Regions from separate parts of the Hordeum vulgare genome. Here all the other regions are linked to region 1. The links are chromatin contacts, called in public Hi-C and HiChIP or PLAC-seq maps. All regions are on one chromosome and are shown on one strand. Each heading gives the region's core, a stretch centred on a gene start, on an enhancer-like site or on the middle of the called end of the contact. The rest is flanking DNA. Distances are from core to core; before and after follow the strand shown. Region 1 holds the start of LOC123448782 (SNF1-related protein kinase regulatory subunit beta-1-like). Region 2 holds the start of LOC123448781 (calmodulin-1). Region 3 holds the start of LOC123448779 (CBL-interacting protein kinase 31).

Evidence for each region. Hi-C and Micro-C count contacts between places; a contact is called where the count stands out from the background. HiChIP or PLAC-seq counts read pairs in DNA pulled down with a chosen protein or histone mark.
Region 2: a contact with region 1 is called in a Hi-C map of seedling, with 4 times the contacts expected there. The contact joins the promoter of LOC123448781 here to the promoter of LOC123448782 in region 1. A contact is called at or near these places in 1 of 6 Hi-C or Micro-C datasets (seedling) and 1 of 1 datasets of contacts at active chromatin or transcription factors (embryo).
Region 3: a contact with region 1 is called in an H3K4me3 HiChIP or PLAC-seq map of embryo, with 9 times the contacts expected there. The contact joins the promoter of LOC123448779 here to the promoter of LOC123448782 in region 1. A contact is called at or near these places in 1 of 6 Hi-C or Micro-C datasets (seedling) and 1 of 1 datasets of contacts at active chromatin or transcription factors (embryo).

Annotation. Positions count from the first base shown.
Region 1 is chr4H:414,215,652-414,218,351 of MorexV3_pseudomolecules_assembly, reverse strand. It overlaps LOC123448782 (SNF1-related protein kinase regulatory subunit beta-1-like), which reads left to right and starts at 1,428. Exons shown (of 4, transcript XM_045125785.1): 1 at 1,428-1,785. The coding sequence starts at 1,555.
Region 2 is chr4H:413,772,213-413,774,912 of MorexV3_pseudomolecules_assembly, reverse strand. LOC123448781 (calmodulin-1) reads left to right here and starts at 1,410. Exons shown (of 2, transcript XM_045125784.1): 1 at 1,410-1,610; 2 at 2,637-2,700. The coding sequence starts at 1,535.
Region 3 is chr4H:413,713,923-413,716,622 of MorexV3_pseudomolecules_assembly, reverse strand. It overlaps LOC123448779 (CBL-interacting protein kinase 31), which reads right to left and starts at 1,365. Exons shown (of 15, transcript XM_045125782.1): 1 at 1,257-1,365; 2 at 341-582. The coding sequence starts at 532.

The sequences.
Region 1 (2,700 bases), core at 179-2,678:
TGCCGTCGGCCGTGCCCCTGGCCATCCTCGACATGCATGGTCCAGTGGCCCGGCTAGACCTCCGGGACCAATCGCCCATCGTCGGACCCCTGAGGAGGGTAGACCACTTTGCGTAGAATGCGACGAGCGCGACGAGAGGGGTGACCAGTCCTCCACGCGGTCGACGTGGATGAGCATGTCGTGGCACCAGACACGAGGAGGGGGTCCCACTTCCCTGCTTGGTGGCGAGAAGCCGGGCACGACCTCGACGCGCCCAACATCCTGCGTTGTCCGCCAGATGATGTGCGTGGTGGGGATGAACGCCACATCCCACACCCACATCCAACAAGCGAACGTCTTCGTGTGGCCGTGCTCGCGGGTGCGAGTGTCGAGGCGGTCGATGATGCACTTGTCGCCGAGCACCCTTGCTGCCCCGTTGAGGGACCACATCTCCATAGGCATCTTCTCAATGATGATGCGGGCGTGGAGCATGAAGTCCTCGGATACATCATGGTCGTCCTCGTGCCACGGCTTGATGGTGAAAAAGACACCGTCTTGCTGATGCGTCATCTACGCTGATGTGAACTGGCTGCATGCTAAAAGAATTAGTAGTAGTGGGTATGAATTATTTGGCATGCATCATGACGTGGACATTTTGAATAATGTGGCATGCAAGATGATGTGAACCTTGTGCATGTGGAAAGAATTGTGACCAACTTATTAAAAATGTAAGATACATGATTGTTTGTTTGAGAACCAAGCAACCTATCTAACGATTAATTTACTTATAATTAGCTTAATTAATAAGCAATTAATCTATTCTTAACATAAGGAATTGAGTCTAACAAAAGGAATTGAGTAGAGTAGTGTTGCTAGAGATGGATCGCACGTTGATGTGGAGCACTACCATTTCCGTGTCAAGGCACGCCGCGCCCACAACACATTTTCTTGTTGCTAGAGATGGATCGCACGACAAACACTGGAATTTGGCTGATACTCACGAATGGCAACCGTGACAAGGCTAATCCTTTCACCTACCGTGTTCCTCGACACGAACCCATCCCTTTCACGATTCTTATTCTTCAACGCAAAGGATTCGCGAGACAACACGCCAACGAGATCGCAGCGATGGATGCCGGATTCCGGGTCCCGGGAGCCGGCGCCCGACCCAGGTATAGGCTCCTCTCTCTCCATCATCCAACCCAACGTCCGTCCGAACGTGCGCGCCGTGACCAGGGCCCCGGCTCCACGTCACGTACACATCACCAAACACGGCCCTCCGTGCGCTACACCCTCCTGCACCGACCAGCAGGCGGGCCACGTGGGGCCGACGGGACGGTGACTGTGCAACCCACGAGCACCGGGTGCACGGGTGCCGCCACGCTTCCCGGGCAAGGGGCAGCGGCACGCGCTTAATTACACGACCAAACGGGCGCAGCCATCCCTCCCTTTCCTTCTCGCTCGTCTTCCTTGCCCCCTCGCGCAACAGCAGCGCCACAACGCAGTGAGTGGCACTTCCGTGATTTCGCCGCCGCGGGGGCGGGGGTAGGAGGAGGAGGAGGAGGGAAGGAGGCCATGGGCAACGCCAGCGGCAGGGAGGAGGACGCCGCCGCGCCCGGGGAAGCCGACGCCGCCGACGTCGACGTCGAGGACTCCTCGGCCCGCGGCGGCTTCCCTCCCTACGGCGGGGGCGCCAACAACGTGCGCCGTGCCTGCTCGGTGGGCGTCGTGGGTGCCAGCGGCGGTCCCGGATCGCCGCCCGGGAGTCCCGGCCGCTCCCTCTCGCCGCGGATGTTCGTGCCCCAGGTCAGATCACCAGATCCCGCGCCCACTTCTCCGTTTCGTTGCTCGCTCTACAGGTACAGAGTTCAGTTCGGGTCGGATGCCTAGTTTCGCCCCTGCTGGTGCTCGTATGTGATCTCGAGATGTGGAGGTTCGACTGATTTGGTTGGTTGGTTGGTTGGTTGGTTGGCTTAGGGTCCCAACGCGAGGAGTCGTCGCGATCTGGAAATGGCTCGGTGTTCTCCAAATTCACTTTAGCTAATGCTGTTCTTCCTGTGGATAAACTGTTTGCTCCTTGCGTGACAATAGAGCAAATAAGCGCGAGCCTACTTGCTGCTAGTTCGTCTTAGTATTATTGATTGTAATTACAATGCAGGAACACACCAGTGGTGTTTATCTTGCCGAGTTTCACTTTGGCATTCGTTTGTGCGAGCTTGATTGTTTTCTCCTAAGCAGCAAACCGTTTCAGAATAAGCTATGCTACTTGGACAGTTAAAAAACCATGTGGCTAAACAGGGAGGTTTTATTATGTGCAAATTGTTGAATGACCGTTTGATTGTACAGACGTTTTATGGGTTTTGCTCTTCTGATTAAAATTTAACATGAAGTAGATTGGTTAGTTCTAGAATTTTCGTTTGCCCCTTGCCCAATAGTTAGTTTAGGTACTGTAATGGTGATTGTAAGTTAGTCATGAGAATGATGTCTCCGTGTAGGCTGTCCAAGGGATTTATGAGCTTTCTGTTAGGGCTCTGGTTCATATCGACACTGATGCTTGTTTCCAGACCATGAATTTAGATGCTTTCCAAAATGAAATTAATACTTGATATACAGCCGTACTTCAAGTCGTGTCTAAGCATCGAAGGAAAAAATACCGGATTAATTTGTTCAATTAGAGCGGGGGATCTGTTGTATATTGTTTTCTATTATTATGGCTGAAGA
Region 2 (2,700 bases), core at 161-2,660, 440 kb after region 1:
GTCTGTGTGGTGAGAGGTGAGGAATAGCTTTTCCTTTTTGAGGAAGGCAATTTATTTATTCGGAATAAAGAGGAATAGCTTATTTTCCCTTTTCCCTTGTGAACCGAGAGGTGTGACTATTATGCAATGAGAGAAGTGTCAAATATTCTAGAAATAGCAAAAAATCTTTTAAAGAGAATAGCCAAACAAGTGATCTAGAGAATGTCCTACGTTGCTACAAAGCGGGATGCGACTCACTCCACTCAAAGAAAAATATGATGCGACCCACTCAGCTCAAGGTGGTCACGCGCTTGCATCTAGCGGCTAGCCAATGTATGCAGATTTTGCGTTCGTATACATTCATTGACCAGTTTTTCTTGTCCACCGTAAAAAACATGCATACCATATACTCCATTCGTTTTTAAATACAAGTCTTTTTAAAGATCTATTACAAACTATATATGAAACAAAATGAGTATTTTAAATATGTCTATATGCATCCTTATGTGATTCATACTGGAATCTTTAAAAAGCCTTATATTTAAGAATGGATGGAGTATATATTTTGGACTCATCCTCTACATCGCATTCGATAAAGAATAAAGCTATGAGATACTGAAATTACTGAGATTTTCAAGAAACTCCAATAATGCACTTGAAATAGCATTTCACAACTTATATTCTCTACTGGCTGATATTCCAACGAGCACGCACAAGTATATTTATCTATTTTATTTTCATATTCAACATGCCTGCAATTATTTTATCATTTTTACATTCAAGATAATAATAGTTTATCCATTACAAAAATATGTTGGGTTATTATGTACTTCCTTCATTTTTAAATATAATTTTTTATAAAGATTTCTATACAAACTACATGCATACATATGTATCTAGACATATTTCAGAATGTTGATTTACTTATTTTGTTCTGTATATAGTATGTATTGAAATATAAAAATATATATTTAAAAACGATGGGAGTATATGATTTTATGTTCTTCATGCATATGTTGTCAAATTAAATTTTTAATACATTGCAACTAAAAAGAAATAATGGAGATGCAGGTGAAGTGGGAAAACGGAAATACATTGCATCAAGTACACTTATCGACTGTTGCTTGAAATATTTTCTATACATGTAAAATTCGAAATGCATTATCTTTCAATATGCTATCAAAGAAATATATTAAAAGATCCGTAACAACGCATGAACATTCTACTAGCATTACATGTAAAAATGGCTTTCTTCCGCAAAAAAAAATGTAAAAATGGCTTTGTTTGAATATATAAGGCAAGGAGGGCAGTTGGAGTAATTCGCCCCGCGACGTTAACGGGGGCGTGGACGGCGGAACGGACCGGACGGGGTGCGGGCGCGCATAAAGCCCGGCAAAATTCCCCGACGCGAGGCCACAAATCGCTCCCGGCCCCCCCTCCTTCCTCCTCTCCCCCGCCCGTACGGTCAAACAAGAGACCCCCCACCCCCCTCTCTCCTCCACCTCCAGTGCTCGCCGCGAGAAGCCGAGAAGGAAGAGCCTGAGAAGGTTGCATCATGGCGGACCAACTCACCGACGACCAGATCGCCGAGTTCAAGGAAGCCTTCAGCCTATTCGACAAGGACGGCGACGGTAAGTAATTTCTGTAACTCCTTGTTTTCTTGTCCCCCTCATAGAAACATGGTGTGTTTTCTCCTACTTATGCTGTGATCCGTCTCAGTCTGGATTCTCTTCGCTTCCCGTTAACGAAGAAACAAGAACACCATTTCATCATCGATGTCTACTCTCTCTCTTTGATCTAGCATAGAATTGGGAGTTAGGGACATCTTATGTGTTACATTAGATGGCTAGAGACTGAAAATTTATGCCCAGGCGTCCAGTAGCCGGAATGCCAGATTAAGGATCGCACATACTGCGTCGAAAGCAAAGGCAAATCGCGGCGCGGCATGCCACCGCCCTGCCGTACTCTGTACTGCCGTCTAGTGCACGGCTGCGGGTCACTATCTCGCGTAGTAACTGCTGTGGAAATTATGTCATCAAATCGATGTGATTGGGTCACGTCAGATTTGACCTCGTCTCGGATCCAGATGTGGCGAAGCGCTAGATCCTACCCGGATGTGGAGTAGTCAGGGCCGTCCAATGTCCAATGTCAGATGCTATAGGTTGAACTTGGCCATGGCAGGGGCAACGGGTCTGCTAGTACCATCCCCTTTGTATGCTGCTTTCATTATGGATCGTATCTGCAGATCTGTTGGAAATTCTTAGGGGGTTGAAACCCAGATCCAGCTATATGATACTAGTACGTAGTAGTACAATTTTAGCACCAGGGAGAATCCTTTGGTGTTGGATGGGGCTGATCAAGTGGTACTAATTGATTTTGGACCTGCTCAGACTTTAGTTTTGGCCTTTGATGCATATGGAGTAAGACTTGAACCAGTTGTTGTAACAGCGTGGTTTGATCTCTGTATGTACCACAGTAATTGATCTCTGTAATAGTACAGAGACGTTGCGAGTTTGATCCATTGTACATGGTGGTTGCTTCATGCGTGCATGTCTGATTAACTTTTTTGTTTGGTTATGATGCTCACTCTGGATATGAAGATGTGATTACCGACTCAGTCAGAAACGTACCTGAAATTGCCGTTGTGTGCTGGACAGGTTGCATCACAACTAAGGAGCTGGGAACAGTCATGCGTTCGCTGGGGCAGAACCCAACGGAGGC
Region 3 (2,700 bases), core at 116-2,615, 500 kb after region 1:
GTTGTCTTAAATGTCTAAAACGTCTTACAAAAGTGAACGGAGGGAGTAGTGGTATTCATGAAAGATGATATGGTTGACTGAACTTTAAATTGTTACCACGTGCATCTTATGGTCTGGTCTGATCTATTACTCCCTCCGTTCCTAAATATAAGTCTTTCTAGAGATTTCACTAACGGACTATGTACGAATGTATATAGACATGTTTTAAAGTATAGATTCATTCATTTTGCTTCGTATGTAGACCCCTAGTGAAATGTCTTAAAAGACTTATATTTAGAAACGGAGGGAGTATATGATATGTTCAGATAACAGGAATATGAGGAAACTGTGTGATAATGACCTGTTCAACCAATCTGAGCTTCTGAACCTTCTCCTTGTCGAGGATTTTGATAGCAACAGGCTCCATAGTTTCAGTGTTCTTTGCGAACCTGACCTTTGCAAATGTCCCTTCCCCGATGGTGCGGCCGAGCTCATACTTGCCGACACGGCGCTTCACCTTTGGTGACAATGCGGCTCTCTTGGCCCGATACATCTTCCCACAACCGAAGGTTACTGTCAACCTTCAAAATGCTCTTGGACGACCTGCAGTTGCGCAATCAAATCAGGCTTTGGACACTATGAATTTGGCTTGTGCCATATTTTATCATGAGGCAGCCTTTACCATCTTTTCCCAAAAGGGATAAAAGGAAAAACAGTAGAAGTAGCGTAGATCCTAAAGATCTCAGGATCCAGGAACACTAAACAACACCTGATCATCTTCATCAATATAAAATGACCAGACTAGTCCAAAACACTCAACCCACTTTGACTTTACTAATATAAAAGGTGGCAAAGACATACGGAGTATCTACAAAAAAAAAAGGTGGCGAAGACCATGAGAATAAGATGCATCATCCCAAGCTAAACCAGGGACATGTGCCTGCGGCCGAAAGGCGAAAAAATCATGAAAAGTACATGGAGGTCACACAGTACAGGAAGAATCTCCAGTTGGTAACCTATGAATGATCCTACCCGACACAGTCACCTAAGATGGAGTTTTCCAGAAAGCAGTTTACAGACATGTACTTTCTGGAGCAAGGTAGATAATCCTAGCTTAAAAAAGTGTGTGTGCTGCTCAAATGAAGAGCAGAAAGAGAAATGAGTGGTGATAATGAGCCGGAAATTCCAGATCAGAGCTGTATGTAGGTCCCCGAGTAGCACAAGAAAATGCAAAATTCTCACACCGGCACGGTAGGGAACAGATTCAGGGGCCTTACCTTCAACCCGACGAGGTAGCAGACAGCAGGTGGAGCTTGGCAGCAGATGCAGCTAGGAGCTAGCGAGGGTTGGTCTGAGGAGGAAGAGGATGCTGTTGCTGTGGATGCAGAGGAGGAAGAGGGATAAATAAGGAGGGAGGGAGGGAGGGAGGAGGTGGGGGGGTGACACTGACACGTACGTACTCGCATAGCTAGCTGGGCCTGGGCAGGAGGAGCACCACCACGAGAAAAGGACATGGGATCGGGATGGATGCGAGCAGAGCAGCCGCTGCTGGCGTACGTAAGTTTGATTGCCGACGCTGCCTTGCCACCTCTTTCAGTTCCCAAGGGCTGCACCTGCACCTGCACTGCACTGCATGTGCATGGCCTATCCTTTTCGTCCCCTTCGTTCTACTGCTGCTTTTCGATTCTACTCGAAAAAGAAAAAAGATCCTGCTAGCACTAGTGGTATTTTCAACATACTCCATGAAGAACGTTGTGTGCACCAGAGACCAGAATCAGACCAGGGTACGTGGATAAGGTTGTGCTCTTATCAGAGCTATGCAGCGCAACTCTCTTCTCTACTCTCTAGTACTGCTACATGCTATATGAATCTTCAAGCCTTGCGAATTCGCCCCCGTATACAAAATTAACTGTAATACTTCTTCCGTTTTTAAATATAATTTTCTTAAGAGGTTTTAATAGCGGACCAACTGGAATGGCCAGCTGATTTGAACGATAATCTTGGTCACTGGTCATTTTTGCTATCGTGATAATCTTTAACTATGCATATACAACTTTGCACGTAGTATATGCCGTTGTAGGGAATATAATACTTTTACACGAGGGGAGTATATCCGCACCAGTTTGGGCCTGCTGTTTGAGAAAACAAAACCCACCTGTTTGGCGTGGGAACAATATTCTACCATTCTCCGTGGGCTTTCTGGTCACCGGTATGTGTTACGTGCAGAGATAAATTACAAGACACGAGCTGTGTTTGGCATGACAACTTTCTTCACGGCCTGATACTGTACATGGCCACGTACTACTAATTTCGAATTAAGATGCTGGCACCCCCCCACCTTACTGTTTTTGGTTGCGGCCGCTGGAAACACGAGGGGGGCAAACAAAAGGAGCGACGGCACAACCACCGATTGAAGTTTCGCGACCTCTGGCTAATGTCGATGGCAGTTAATATCCTGCCTGCTTCGATGTGGAAATGTGATCTTATGAGCAGGCGAGGCGTGACACGTCCACATGACAGGGAAACCCCGGCCATCTGACGCGCGCAACATATTTGGCGGGAGATCTCACACACGAATAAATTAAGCGCAAGTAAATTAAATTGCCTTGGTATAGAAACCCGGCCGGTACATACCGTAAGCTGGAGATAATTGCAGGACACTACCACACTTGGACATCATGTAACGAATCGATACCAATAGTCATTTTTTTATGCGTGTCA